Linked DNA regions of Mus musculus: region 1 is linked to region 2. Evidence: chromatin contacts called from public Hi-C data. All regions are on one chromosome and are shown on one strand. The core of a region is the stretch at or near the end of the contact, and the rest is flanking DNA. Distances in the headings are between cores, read along the strand shown. Region 1 overlaps Pbld2 (phenazine biosynthesis-like protein domain containing 2). Region 2 overlaps Dna2 (DNA replication helicase/nuclease 2).

Region 1 (6,009 bases), core at 2,042-4,541, 74 kb after region 2:
CAGAGCCAAGCTAGAACTGTAGACACACACTGCCATGCTCAGATACAACACTAGAATTTATACTGGAAAAGGCTTTTAATAGCTGCTTAAATTAAAAAAAAAAAAGACAAAAAAATATCCCTCATAGGTATACCCAACCACTTAGGTTTTAGTTAATTTCAGATATAGTCAAATTGTCAGATTGACAACCAAGAATACCATCATATATACACACATTAAAGATCCACCATTAAAGCTGGGTGTGGTGGTGCACGCCTTTAATCCCAGCACTCAGGAGGCAGTGGCAGGTGGATTTCTGAGTTCGAGACCAGCCTGGTCTACAAAGTGAGTTCCAGGAAAGCCAGGGCTATACAGAGAAACCCTGCCTCAAAAAAACAAAAACAAAAACAAAAACAAAAACACAAAAAAGATCCACCATTAAAGCTGGATGGTGGTGGTGTACACCTTTAGTCCCAGCACTCAAGAGGTAGAGACAGGTGGATTTTGTGAGTTTGAGGCCACATTGGCCTACAGAATGAGTTCCAGGACAGCCGGGACTACATAGAGAAACCCTGTTTTTACAACAACAACAACAACAACATCTACCATTAAAGATACTTGTTGGCTTGGGATTTAGCTTAGCGATAGAGTACTTGCCTTGCCTGCCTGAAGCCCTGGAGTTCAATCTCCAGTAATGATATATATATATATATATACACACACACACACACATACATATACATACATATACATATATACATACATATACGTATATGTGTGTGTATATATATATGTATATATACACACACATATTCATATATGTTATGTTATATATACACATATATACATCTATGCATACACACACATATCTCTTACTGGGGTTTGCTAATCCAGAATAATAAGCTGATTGAACCTAATTCTCTCTCACTGGTAACAAAACATACTTATGAGTTCTTGGGAGTTACAATGTAGACAACTTTGGAGTCATTATTCTGGCTGTTTCTGTACTAACAATGGCTTCAAACTTTGAGGCTTTTACTCTGTATTAGGTGAGAAGTTTAAAGGTAGGAACACATAAGGGGCATCCAGCAGGTTAACTACAGCATCAGAAAGCACACCTTTTCCCCCAGAGCTAGTCTCCGAGCTTTCTATCTTTTAGCTAATCACAGTGTACTGATCAGGCTGCTGCATTGCCAGCATCAAAGCTACGTTCAGCTCCGAGAAAAAGGATGGGTGGCCTGTTCTCTCAGCTCCTGTTAATCAGAGAACAAAACTCTCTCCCCAAATCTTTCCCTAGTTGAGACTTGTCGCCATTAGTTGTAGGAAGTCATGAAGGCTGGCCATCTGGCAAAGGGAATGGAACTGTCCTGACAGGCAGTTCTGGGGATCCCTGAGCCAAAACGCAACCCAAGTGCTTTGAGGAAGAGAAGTTGGGTATGCTGTGGGTGGAGGGCTGGTGACATCTTATTGCACAGTGTAAGACAGCTTATTGGACAGACCCTTTGAGACCTAAGCCTTTAAAGGACTCTCTTGGTTTGAGAAGCAATACAGCATTTCTAGAAATCTTAAGAAAACAAGCACTGAAGGGCAGAATTGTATTCTTCAGTGATGAATTTCATTAAAAACACATTCAAAGCCAGAGCTGGGTACTGGAGGATATTATGAGGCAGAGGACTTACTCGGGTCCAAGTGTCTCAGGCCAGTGTGTGCAGCCTGGTTAGAAAACGTGTTCCCCACAGTTCTTAGAGAAAAAAAAAAATAGGGAACTTTGTGAGGTGTAAACTTTTGCTTAGCAAGATAGAGTCCCTGTTTTTTTGGGGAGGGTTTTTTTGTTTGATTGTTTGTTTTTGTTCCATTTGGGGGGGGGAGCAGGGGTTCCAATACAGGGTTTCTCAAACTCACAGAGATCTGCCTGCCACTGCCTCCCCAGTGCTGAGATTATAGGCATGTACCACAAATCTGGCTGAGTCCCTAGTTTTAATCCTCAACACACACACACACACACACACACACACACAGTCTATGTGGGAAGACTGTAAAACACGTGCCTCTCAGATGTCTCATGAATTTTATTAAAGTCACTGTCACAGCTAGTGTCAGCTACTCTGGGACAGAGGGTGATTATGTTGGGGAGTTCTGTTGGGGTAGAGGGGCAAATAGCCAAAGGTTAAAACTGTTTCATTTCAGTTAGTATTTTAAAACAAATTAAATGCAGAGGCTTTGAAAAGTCGGGGTGTGCACATCTTGAGGTGCAAAGTATGTTGGAGTCAATGACTTTCTATCTGGTAACTATTAACTACGTCTATACATGGAGTAAAACATTAACTTTTTCTTCTTCTTAACAGCTGGAAGTGAAACGGGCTCCGAGCAGGGCAGGGAGCCCTCAGACAGAGCCAGCGAGGAAAATGAAGCTCCCAATCTTCATAGCAGATGCGTTCACTGCGACAGCTTTCCGGGGCAATCCTGCCGCAGTCTGCCTCCTGGAGCGCGTGAGTACGCGGTTCTCAAGGGCCATGCCTGAACTTCCAGATGTGTGTAGAGCCCTTGACATCTGTAAAAGACATGAGGCCATCCTGCGTGTTTGCCACTTTGGCTTGTGTTCTGTGACATGTCGCTGATGGCCATGTCTTCAGGTTATGAGGGAATGGCTGTGCCTAGACTGGGTCAGAGCCACAGAGACTCCCAGGCAGGGAACCTGGCAGCAGCATGCCTGCAACTCTGGTGTTCCAAAGGAGAAGGCAGGAGATCATGAGTCTGCAGCCAGCCTGGGCTATATAGCAGGTTCTAGGCCAACCTGGGCTATATAGAGAACAATCTCGCAAAAATAAAAAGTCATGAATAATCAAATATTTTATAAAAGAACGTCTGGTATTGCCTTTCAGAATTAGGTTTTTGTTTAGTTAGCATCAAAAACGAAGCTCACAACTAGAGCAGTTCTGGGGCAGGCACCATTTGGCAGGTTCTGGGCTGTCCATCAGTAGTTGAGACCGTCTTCACTGTGTTACTCTGACTGGCTATGGTGCCCAGGCTCCCTCAGATTCCACCTGTCTCCTCGTTGAGTCTGGGATTGCAGGGTTCATTATCACGCCTGGCTTCAGCCTTATCTATACCTCGGAAATGCAGCTATTCTCTTCAGTGGCCTGCAGAATGACTCAGCAGGTAAGGGTGCTTGCTGCCAAGCCTGAGGACCTGAGTTCAATCCCCGAGACTCACAAGGTGAATGGAGAGAGCAAACTGCCTTTAGCTCTGCTCATGTACCATGGGGTCAGTGAGATGCCTCAGTCAGTAAAGGGACCTGCTGCCAAGTCTGACGACCTGATTGGATCTCCAGGTTCCACATGGTGGAAGGAAAGGACAAAGTGCCTCCAAGTGTCCTCTGACCTCTGTGCAAAGGCACAAAACACACACACACACATACACACACACACACACAAATAAAGAGTAACTGGCACCAAATAAAAAAGAGGATGCAACTGCAGGAGTAGGATCCTGAATTGAGGCTAGCCTGGGTTACATAGCAGGCACTAGGCCAGCCTGGACTATTAATGAGAAATGTCTCAAAAATAAAATCAGTATTACCCTTCGACTAAGAGCAGTTAGCATAAAGGAGCTGATTCTCTGGGCTACAGGGGTGGCTGTAATCCCATCTCAGCTATGCACTCATTATGTAACCTTGCAGCCAACCATTGCCTTCCACCAGATGCGGAGAGTAAAGGAATTACCAGGCTTTATCTACTCATGCAAGAGCTTGGGAAGATTAGTGGGAGAATAATTAGCAACCAGATTCCAGATTCCAAATTTGGAACCTTCAATCCGGCAAGCACAGCTTCCTATCAAGCAATTGTAGAATGGAATTGACTGTCAAAAGTCTTACTATATCTGTCCCAGGTCTCCATGCCATTCACACATACACACACACACACACACACACACACACACACACACACACACACACAAATAAATATACATACATAATACATATATAGAGACATATACTTGGAACATAGTCTATGTACCTATGTAATCTTTGGGTTGTGAGTGATTTAAATATTCAATATTCACCAGATAATATTGTGTTGTTACATAACTATGATTATCCCCAGAACATCAATAAACAAAGGAGTTAAAGGATCTGTCCTATCTTTTTTTTTTTTTAATGTTTTTGTTTTTTGAGACAGTTTCCTAGCTGTACTGGTACTTGCTCTGTAGACCAGGCTGGCCTTGAACTCAGAGATCCACCCGCCTCTGCCTCCTGAGTGCTGGGATTATTTGTTTTATGTCTATGGGTGTTTTGTCTGCATATACATCCTCACATCAGAAGGGATCAGAGGCTACAGACTACAGTTACAGATGGTTGTGAGCCGCCATGTGGGTGCTGGGAATTGAACTTGGAGTCTCTGGAAGAACAGCCAGTACTCAACTCCTGAGCCATCTCTCTAGCCCTCTCCATCTTTATCCACTTGCCTATTAAAATATGTTTTCTGTTACTTATAATTTTTATTTTTTTGTCATTTTGCTGTTTTTGTTTGTTTGTTTGTTTCTCACTATGTAGAACAGGCTGGTCTTGAACTCACAGAGCTCCTCTTGCCTTGTCTCTTTGAGCTGGGATTAAAAGTGTACCCCGCCATGCCCAGGACTCACGTATTTTTGAAACCTAGGAAATGAAACTTTCAGTATAGTTTAAGATCCCCCTAAGTAGGAGTGGGAGGAGGATAGGAAGGTAGAAAGACCATGAGTAGCCAAGGACTCAGCATTCCAGCCTGCACAGTGCCGAGTGGAGCCTCAGTCCGGCACCCTGAGCTTTTCTGTAGCTATTCACGTCAAGAGCCAGCTAAGTCTTGGCAGAGGACTTTTGGTCATTCTTCCTTGGTGACCACAGAGAGTAAAAGACCTTCAGGTGGCAGGGACATCGAGGACTGCCAGAGTGGAACAGTTGGGTTTTGTTTGCTGGTTTTGTTTTGTGTTGTGGCTTCAACTTTGGGCCTTCTACCGGCTAGGCAAGGGCTCTTCTACTGGATTATCTCCTTAAACAATATTGGATTTCATCAAAGAAAAAAGCCATGAGAGTCTAAGGGCAGGGCTTGAGTGAATTTTGGTTGTGGTGTTTTGTCTTTTTTTTTTTTTTTAACTTATTTAAAATGTGATCAAATAAAAACATTGTATGGTGCCCATAGATATAATTTGTATGTTTTATGTATAATATCAGTCAGTAAACTTAATTGAAAATGATTTGACTGAGATGAGATTATCTGAAGAACTTGGTTTTCTGGCTGTGGCTAAACTTTGCTCAGGGTCACTATAGGAAAGTCGCCATCACTGCTGGTAAAAGCCCTTCTGGTGCCACATTTTAGGGGAGCACTCCGACACAGATGTAAAGAAGCCCTCACCTCGCTCTGTAAGGAAGCCCGATAACTCACTGGTGCCCTAGGGGAGCTTTGGTGGTGGTGTGCCTTGGTTGGTCTTTGGAACCTCAGGGGCTGGGGAGGAAATTCATCTTGGTTTTAATTCAGTCAGCAATGACCCCGAGATCCTAACCCACTCCACTTGTTCTAACATACGGTGCCCAGCATGTGAGAGGCACCGGGTAGGCTCATGCAGAACAATATGAAGAAGTTACAGCCACCTGAACTGGGGCAAACCTTTCTCCTAAGAACTCTTGCTAGGAGCTGGAGAGATGGCTCAGCAGGCCAGACCACTGGCTGCTCTTGTAGAATATGCAGGTTCAGGTCCCAGCAGCCCGTGGTGGCTCACAGTCATCGGTAACTACAGATCTAGGGCATCCAGTGCCCTCTTCTGAACTCAGCAGGCACTAGACACATGTGCACGTGATCTGCAGACATATATGCAGGCAAAACACTCAGGTAAATAATAATAACTCTTCAAAAATACATATAAAAATCTCCCAGAATTCTTGGGGTTGGAGAGGTGACTCAGTGGTTACAAGCGCTTGCTGCTGCTTTTCTAGAGGACCTGGGTTCAATTCCTAGCACCGCCATGGCAGCTCACAGGCTCCTGTAACATCAGCGTCAG
Region 2 (5,512 bases), core at 1,356-3,855:
CAAGTTTAAAGTCGGATTTTTGCGCTTGGGTCAGTCTCATAAGGTCCATCCAGACATCCAGAAGTTTACAGAGGAGGAGATTTGCAGATCGAGGTCCATTGCGTCTTTAGCCCATCTAGAAGAACTCTATAACAGTCACGTAAGTCAGTCTGATTCTTACTGTGTGTGCTTGTGCGTGTGTGTGCGCGTGTAGACGTCAGAGGACAGTCTCTGTTATTTCTCAGGTTGAGACAAGATCTGTTTGTCCTGGAGCTTGCCAAGTAGGATAGACTGGCTGGCCAGCCATCAAGCCCCAGGGAGTCCATCTGTTTCTCTGTCTCTGTCTGTCACCTATGTCCTAGACCAGGCACACCTTGAAGTTTCTTTGTAGTTAAGCTTACCTTGAAGTCAATTAGGAGCTTGGGGTTCCAGGCCAGTGCCCCATGGCTCCAGGCCTCCCCCATGCCTCCCCCCATGCCTCCTCCATGCCTCCCCCCATGGCTCCTCCATGCCTCCCCCCATGGCTCCATGCCTCCCCCCATGGCTCCAGGCCTTCCCCCCCCCCCAACTCCCATGCCTCTAGGCCTGGCTTGCTTTGAGTTTGGGGCACTATGCACATTAGGCTCTGGTCTTCTGCATATATGGCTTCCTGGTCTCCCTCTTTGCCTTTATCCTCTTCACAGCATCTCTTGCAGAGCAAGGGACTTAGTAATGTGCCAGGTATGATGGTGTGTGTCTGATCTCTCAACTCCCTTGGAAGCTCAGGCTAGCGGTCGCCTTAGACCCAGCAGTTTCAGGCCAACCTGTGCTACATAGGAAGTTCAGGGCGATCCTAGACTAAGTAAGTAACAAGAGTCTCTCAAGAAACAAACACACGATACATGTTTCTGAATTAAATAGTATTGAGAGGTTCTTGCTATTGGAGGGGGGGGTGGTTTTGATCTTTTAATTTCAGAAAGAGGCCGGGACGGGGACCCAAGTACCATCTTTGACATTTGGTAAATGGCTTGTTTTCTGTGCTTGCTTGTAGCCTATTGTTGCAACAACCTGCATGGGAATAAATCACCCAATATTTTCCCGAAAAACCTTTGATTTCTGTATTGTGGATGAAGCATCTCAAATCAGCCAGCCCGTCTGCCTGGGCCCACTGTTCTTTTCGCGGAGGTTTGTGCTGGTGGGGGACCATCAGCAGCTGCCTCCCCTGGTTGTAAACCGAGAGGCAAGGTGGGTAGATGCTCTTGTCTGTGTCCCGTTGTTGTGTCAGGCACTGATCAAAACCGTCCTGGGGGAGGGAAAGATTTTATTTGGCTTATAGATTATAGTTCACCACTGGGGGAAGTGAAGTCAGGAACTGCAGCAGAGGCTCACGGGAAGCACTGCCGACTGCCTCGCTCCCAGGCTCACAGGGAGCACTGCCGACTGGCTCGCTCCCAGGCCTCTGTCCAGCATTGGGACAGTGGGCTCGGCCCTGCTCCTGCATCAGAGAACAATCACAAAACGCCCCTTGGACATTCCTATATGCCAGTTTGATGGAGGAAATTCTTCCTTTGATATTTGTTCTCTCTTCTCACTATGTTCAGTTGATAACAGTGGGCTGTAGACATTTCATTTTAGTGTTTGTTTTGTTTCTGAGACAGAGTCTTGCTGTGTATCCCCAGCTGGTCTGGAACTTACTTTGTAGACCAGAGATCTGCCTGCTTCTGCCTCCCAACCTGTGTGCCCTCACCCAGGTTTCAGTTTTGTTTTTTAAAGATTTATTTTATTTATTATATGTATGCATACTGTAGCTGTCTTCAGACACTCCAGAAGAGGGCGTCAGATCTCATTACGGATGATTGTGAGCCACCATGTGGTTGTTGGGATTTGAACTCAGGACCTTCGGAAGAGCAGTGTTAACCACTGAGCCATCTCTCCAGCCCTTGGTTTGGTTTTAATAGATGGATTCTGCCATATTATCCAGGCTTGAAGCATCTTTTCTGCCTCAGGCTCCCACCTCAGGCGTCTAGCGAGCTGGGACGGCAGACCCGTGTCACCACCCAGTACTGAAGCTTTAACTGTAGGAAATGCGGCTCAGCTCTCAATGTGTTTGCCTGCCGTGCACGGAGCCTTGGGTCCGTTCCAGTGGTGCATGACCCAAGCCTAGTGCACAGATTTCCAGCACTTGGGAGATCGATGCTGGAGGGTCAGAAGTTCAAGGCCATCCAGTGCTACCTTTCAAGTTTGTGGGTTCGATTTGACCCCTGTCTCAAAAAAAAAAAAAAAAAAAGAGCAAGTTTTTATTTTAAGCTGTATTTTTGAGAACCAGTGAGATTGCGCAGCAGGAAAAGCCCTTCCCAAGCCTGAGGAGCAAGTTTGATCCCTGGAGCCTCAGTTAAGGTGGCAGAAGGAGAGGGTCACTAAAGAAAGTTGACCTCTGGCCTCCACTGGATCATCACGGTGGGCAGGCAAAGCAGATGCACATCTCTGGATCGGTAGCTAAAGGTAAAAAAGGAGTTGGATTCTTTTCAAGGGACGCTTCGGTGTGTTTATGATATGGTTTGTTGGCAGAGCTCTGGGCATGAGCGAGAGCTTGTTCAAGAGGCTGGAGCGGAACGAGAGCGCTGTGGTGCAGCTGACCGTGCAATACCGAATGAACAGGTGTGTGCAGCCCGCCAGCCCTGGGTGCCTGGCTGCTCCTTCTCCGTCCCCATTCAAACCCAGGTGGTGTTCTCTGTTCTCTGACTCTTCCAGGAAGATTATGTCCCTGAGCAACAAGCTCACATACGCAGGGAAACTGGAGTGTGGGTCAGACCGAGTGGCCAACGCAGTGCTAGCCCTGCCCAACCTCAAGGACGCAAGGCTGAGCCTCCAGCTTTATGCCGACTACTCTGACAGCCCCTGGCTGGCTGGAGTGTTAGAGCCAGACAATCCCGTGTGTTTCCTTAACACAGACAAGGTAAGGGCAGAGTGAAGAACATTTTCAGTTCTTTTAAAATATTTGTCTTAGTATTTAAATTTCTCAGCTTACTGTACCTTTTTGACCTGATTGCTTAGAACCAAGTTTAGTACATGCTCACGTACGTACATACGTACGTACGTCCACACCTCAGCGCAGCACCACAGTCCTGTCTGTCTGTCCTGGTTCTCCCCTGGCCAGCCTCAGACTCTGAGATCTATGATCCTTGCCTGTGCCTCACAAGTGAGCTACTAAAGTTGTGCGTTATGGCACCTCCTGGCTACAGTCTCTTGGGGTCTTTGTTCTATAGGTTGACAACATGTCAGGGTTAACTTCTTTTTTTCTTTTTTTAAGGATTTATTTATTATATGTAAGTACATTGTAGCTGTCTTTAGATACTCCAGAAGAGGGAGTCAGATCTCGTTACGGATGGTTGTGAGCCACCATGTGGTTGCTGGGATTTGAACTCTGGACCTTCGGAAGAGCAGTCGGGTGCTCTTACCCACTGAGCCATCTCACCAGCCCCAGGGTTAACTTCTTAAGGTTGGGGTAATTAGGAAGGATGGAATTAGGAGGATCAGAGACAGACAACAGTGAGGCGTGTGAGAGCCAGCCAGAGGTGTGGAGTGCTTTTTATGCGTCGTCATGTGCTTCTCTGGAAATAAACTCTGCCTGTGCAGCGCATGTCCGCGGTGGGTGCGTGTGTCTGTGTGTATGCACGCGCATGCCCCTGTATATTATTTCAGACTGCTTCCCACTTATCTCCAGACCCTAGTCGGCAGGCCTTTGTAACCCCCTGCTGCTTGAACTTGACAGATCGCATCACTGACTCACGGTTCTCTGCCTAGGTCCCAGCTCCAGAGCAAGTTGAAAATGGTGGTGTTAGCAATGTCACAGAAGCCAGACTCATTGTCTTCCTAACCTCAACTTTTATAAAGGTAATGCAGGGGTGTCCAGGTTAGTCGCTCTGCATGCAGAGAAATTATTGACTGTTTTGTTAAATATCGTTAGACACTTAAGGAACAGAAGATCTGGTGTTAAAACTTGTTCATTGAGATAAGGAGGGTCAGGATCTAGAAACATGGCTCAGTGGTTAAGGTCTGGTATCTTAGAAAGAACTGGAATTCAGTTTTTGTCATTTGTGTTAGACACTTCACAAACACCTCTAACTCCAGCTCACAGGATCTAAAACCCAAATCTTAAGACTCTAAAAGCGGGCCGAGCGTGGTGGCGCACGCCTTTATACCCAGAACCTGGGAGGCAGAGGCAGGCAGATTTCTGAGTTCGAGGCCAGCCTGGTCTACAGAGTGAGTTCCAGGACAGCCAGAGCTACACAGAGAAACCCTGTCTCGAAAAACCAAAAACCAACCAACCAACCAAACAAACAAAAAGGACTGGCTGGAGAGATGGCTCAGTGGTTAAAAGCACTGACTGCTCTTCCAGAGGTCCTGAGTTCACGTCTCAGCAACCACATGGTTACTCAAAACCATCTTTAATGGGATCAGATGCCCTCTTCTGGTGTGTCTGAAGACAGTGGCAGTGTACCATATAAATAAAAAATAAGTAAATCTTAAAAAAAAAAGAAAGAAAGAAAGAAGGAAGGAAGGAAGGAAGGAAGGAAGGAAGGAAAGACTAAGAAAGAAAGAAAGAAAGAAAGAAAGAAAGAAAGAAAGAAAGAAAGAAAGAAAGACAGAAAGACAGACTCTAAAAGCCACAATCAGAAAACTTAAGGCCGGGCGTGGTGGCGCATGCCTTTAATCCCAGCACTTGGGAGGCAGAGGCAGGCAGATTTCTGAGTTCGAGGCTAGCCTGGTCTACAAAGTGAGTTCCAGGACAGCCAGGGCCACACAGAGAAACCCTGTCTCGAAAAACCAAAAAAAAAAAAAAAAAAAAAAAGAAAGAAAGAAAAGAAAAGAAAAGAAAGAAAACTTAAGAATTTTTTGTTGTATGTTGTGACAGGGTCTATATATATCTGGCTCTCCTGTAGCCCAGACTGGCCTAGAACTCATAGAGGTCTACCTCCCTCTGCTTCCAGAGCGCTGGGAATAAAGGTTGTGCCACCAGGCCCAGTGACATGCAATTCTTTTTCTGGTAGCAATTGAAGTTTCCCCTTAGTATCACTGTGTAGCGTCCTGAGTGTGTGGGGTCATTAGAACCTCTGTAGGGCATGGTTCTGATGCTGTCATTGGGAACAATGCTGAAGGTTCTGTTCCCCAATTGGTGATCAATCAGTAAAGATGTTAGCAGCCGATGGCTGGGAGGAAGAGGCAGGATTTCTAGTTTCCTGCAGGGTAGCTGACACAGGAGGAAAACGATTCGCCATGCTTCAGAGGGAGAAAGCCACGAGCTATGTGAGATCTCAGGTGGAGTGGCCTTTGGCTGCTTCCTTGAGGCAACTGAGCTGAGGGCAGACTCAGAGATGCTGCTGGGGTCGAAGAGAGGGCAGGCTAGCCAAGAGGCTGAGAAGAGCCCGGCCGTTGAGCTAAAACAAACTTAAACGTGTGTGTGTGTGTGTGTGTGTGTGTGTGTGTTCACACGTGGATCTGAGGTGACTCCTGGGCAGGGGGGCTGGTAGCACGGTCCGCCCCAGAGCTTAAA

Evidence for each region. A called contact is a pair of places that touch in the nucleus more often than the background predicts.
Region 1: a contact with region 2 is called in a Hi-C map of liver, with 2.7 times the contacts expected there. The contact joins two enhancer-like sites. A contact is called at or near these places in 8 of 39 promoter capture datasets (cranial neural crest, embryonic stem cells, hippocampal neurons and 3 more), 3 of 484 Hi-C or Micro-C datasets (cortical neurons and liver), 1 of 115 datasets of contacts at active chromatin or transcription factors (embryonic stem cells) and 3 of 9 other capture datasets (adipose tissue, liver and pancreatic islet).

The regions. Positions count from the first base shown.
Region 1 is chr10:63,036,765-63,042,773 of GRCm38.p6, forward strand. It overlaps Pbld2 (phenazine biosynthesis-like protein domain containing 2), which reads left to right. Exons shown (of 10, transcript NM_026085.2): 2 at 2,325-2,468. The coding sequence starts at 2,385. Among named protein-coding and RNA genes, the nearest start is that of Pbld2, 15 kb to the left of the region's middle. Within about 2 kb of position 3,292, at least 6 of the 459 cell types and tissues checked have an H3K27ac peak or open chromatin away from gene starts, as enhancers often do. A contact at or near this core is called in liver, where this site is marked.
Region 2 is chr10:62,963,891-62,969,402 of GRCm38.p6, forward strand. It overlaps Dna2 (DNA replication helicase/nuclease 2), which reads left to right. Exons shown (of 21, transcript NM_177372.3): 14 at 1-139; 15 at 1,010-1,203; 16 at 2,527-2,616; 17 at 2,710-2,914; 18 at 3,763-3,852. Among named protein-coding and RNA genes, the nearest start is that of Rufy2, 14 kb to the right of the region's middle. Within about 2 kb of position 2,606, at least 6 of the 459 cell types and tissues checked have an H3K27ac peak or open chromatin away from gene starts, as enhancers often do. A contact at or near this core is called in liver, where this site is marked.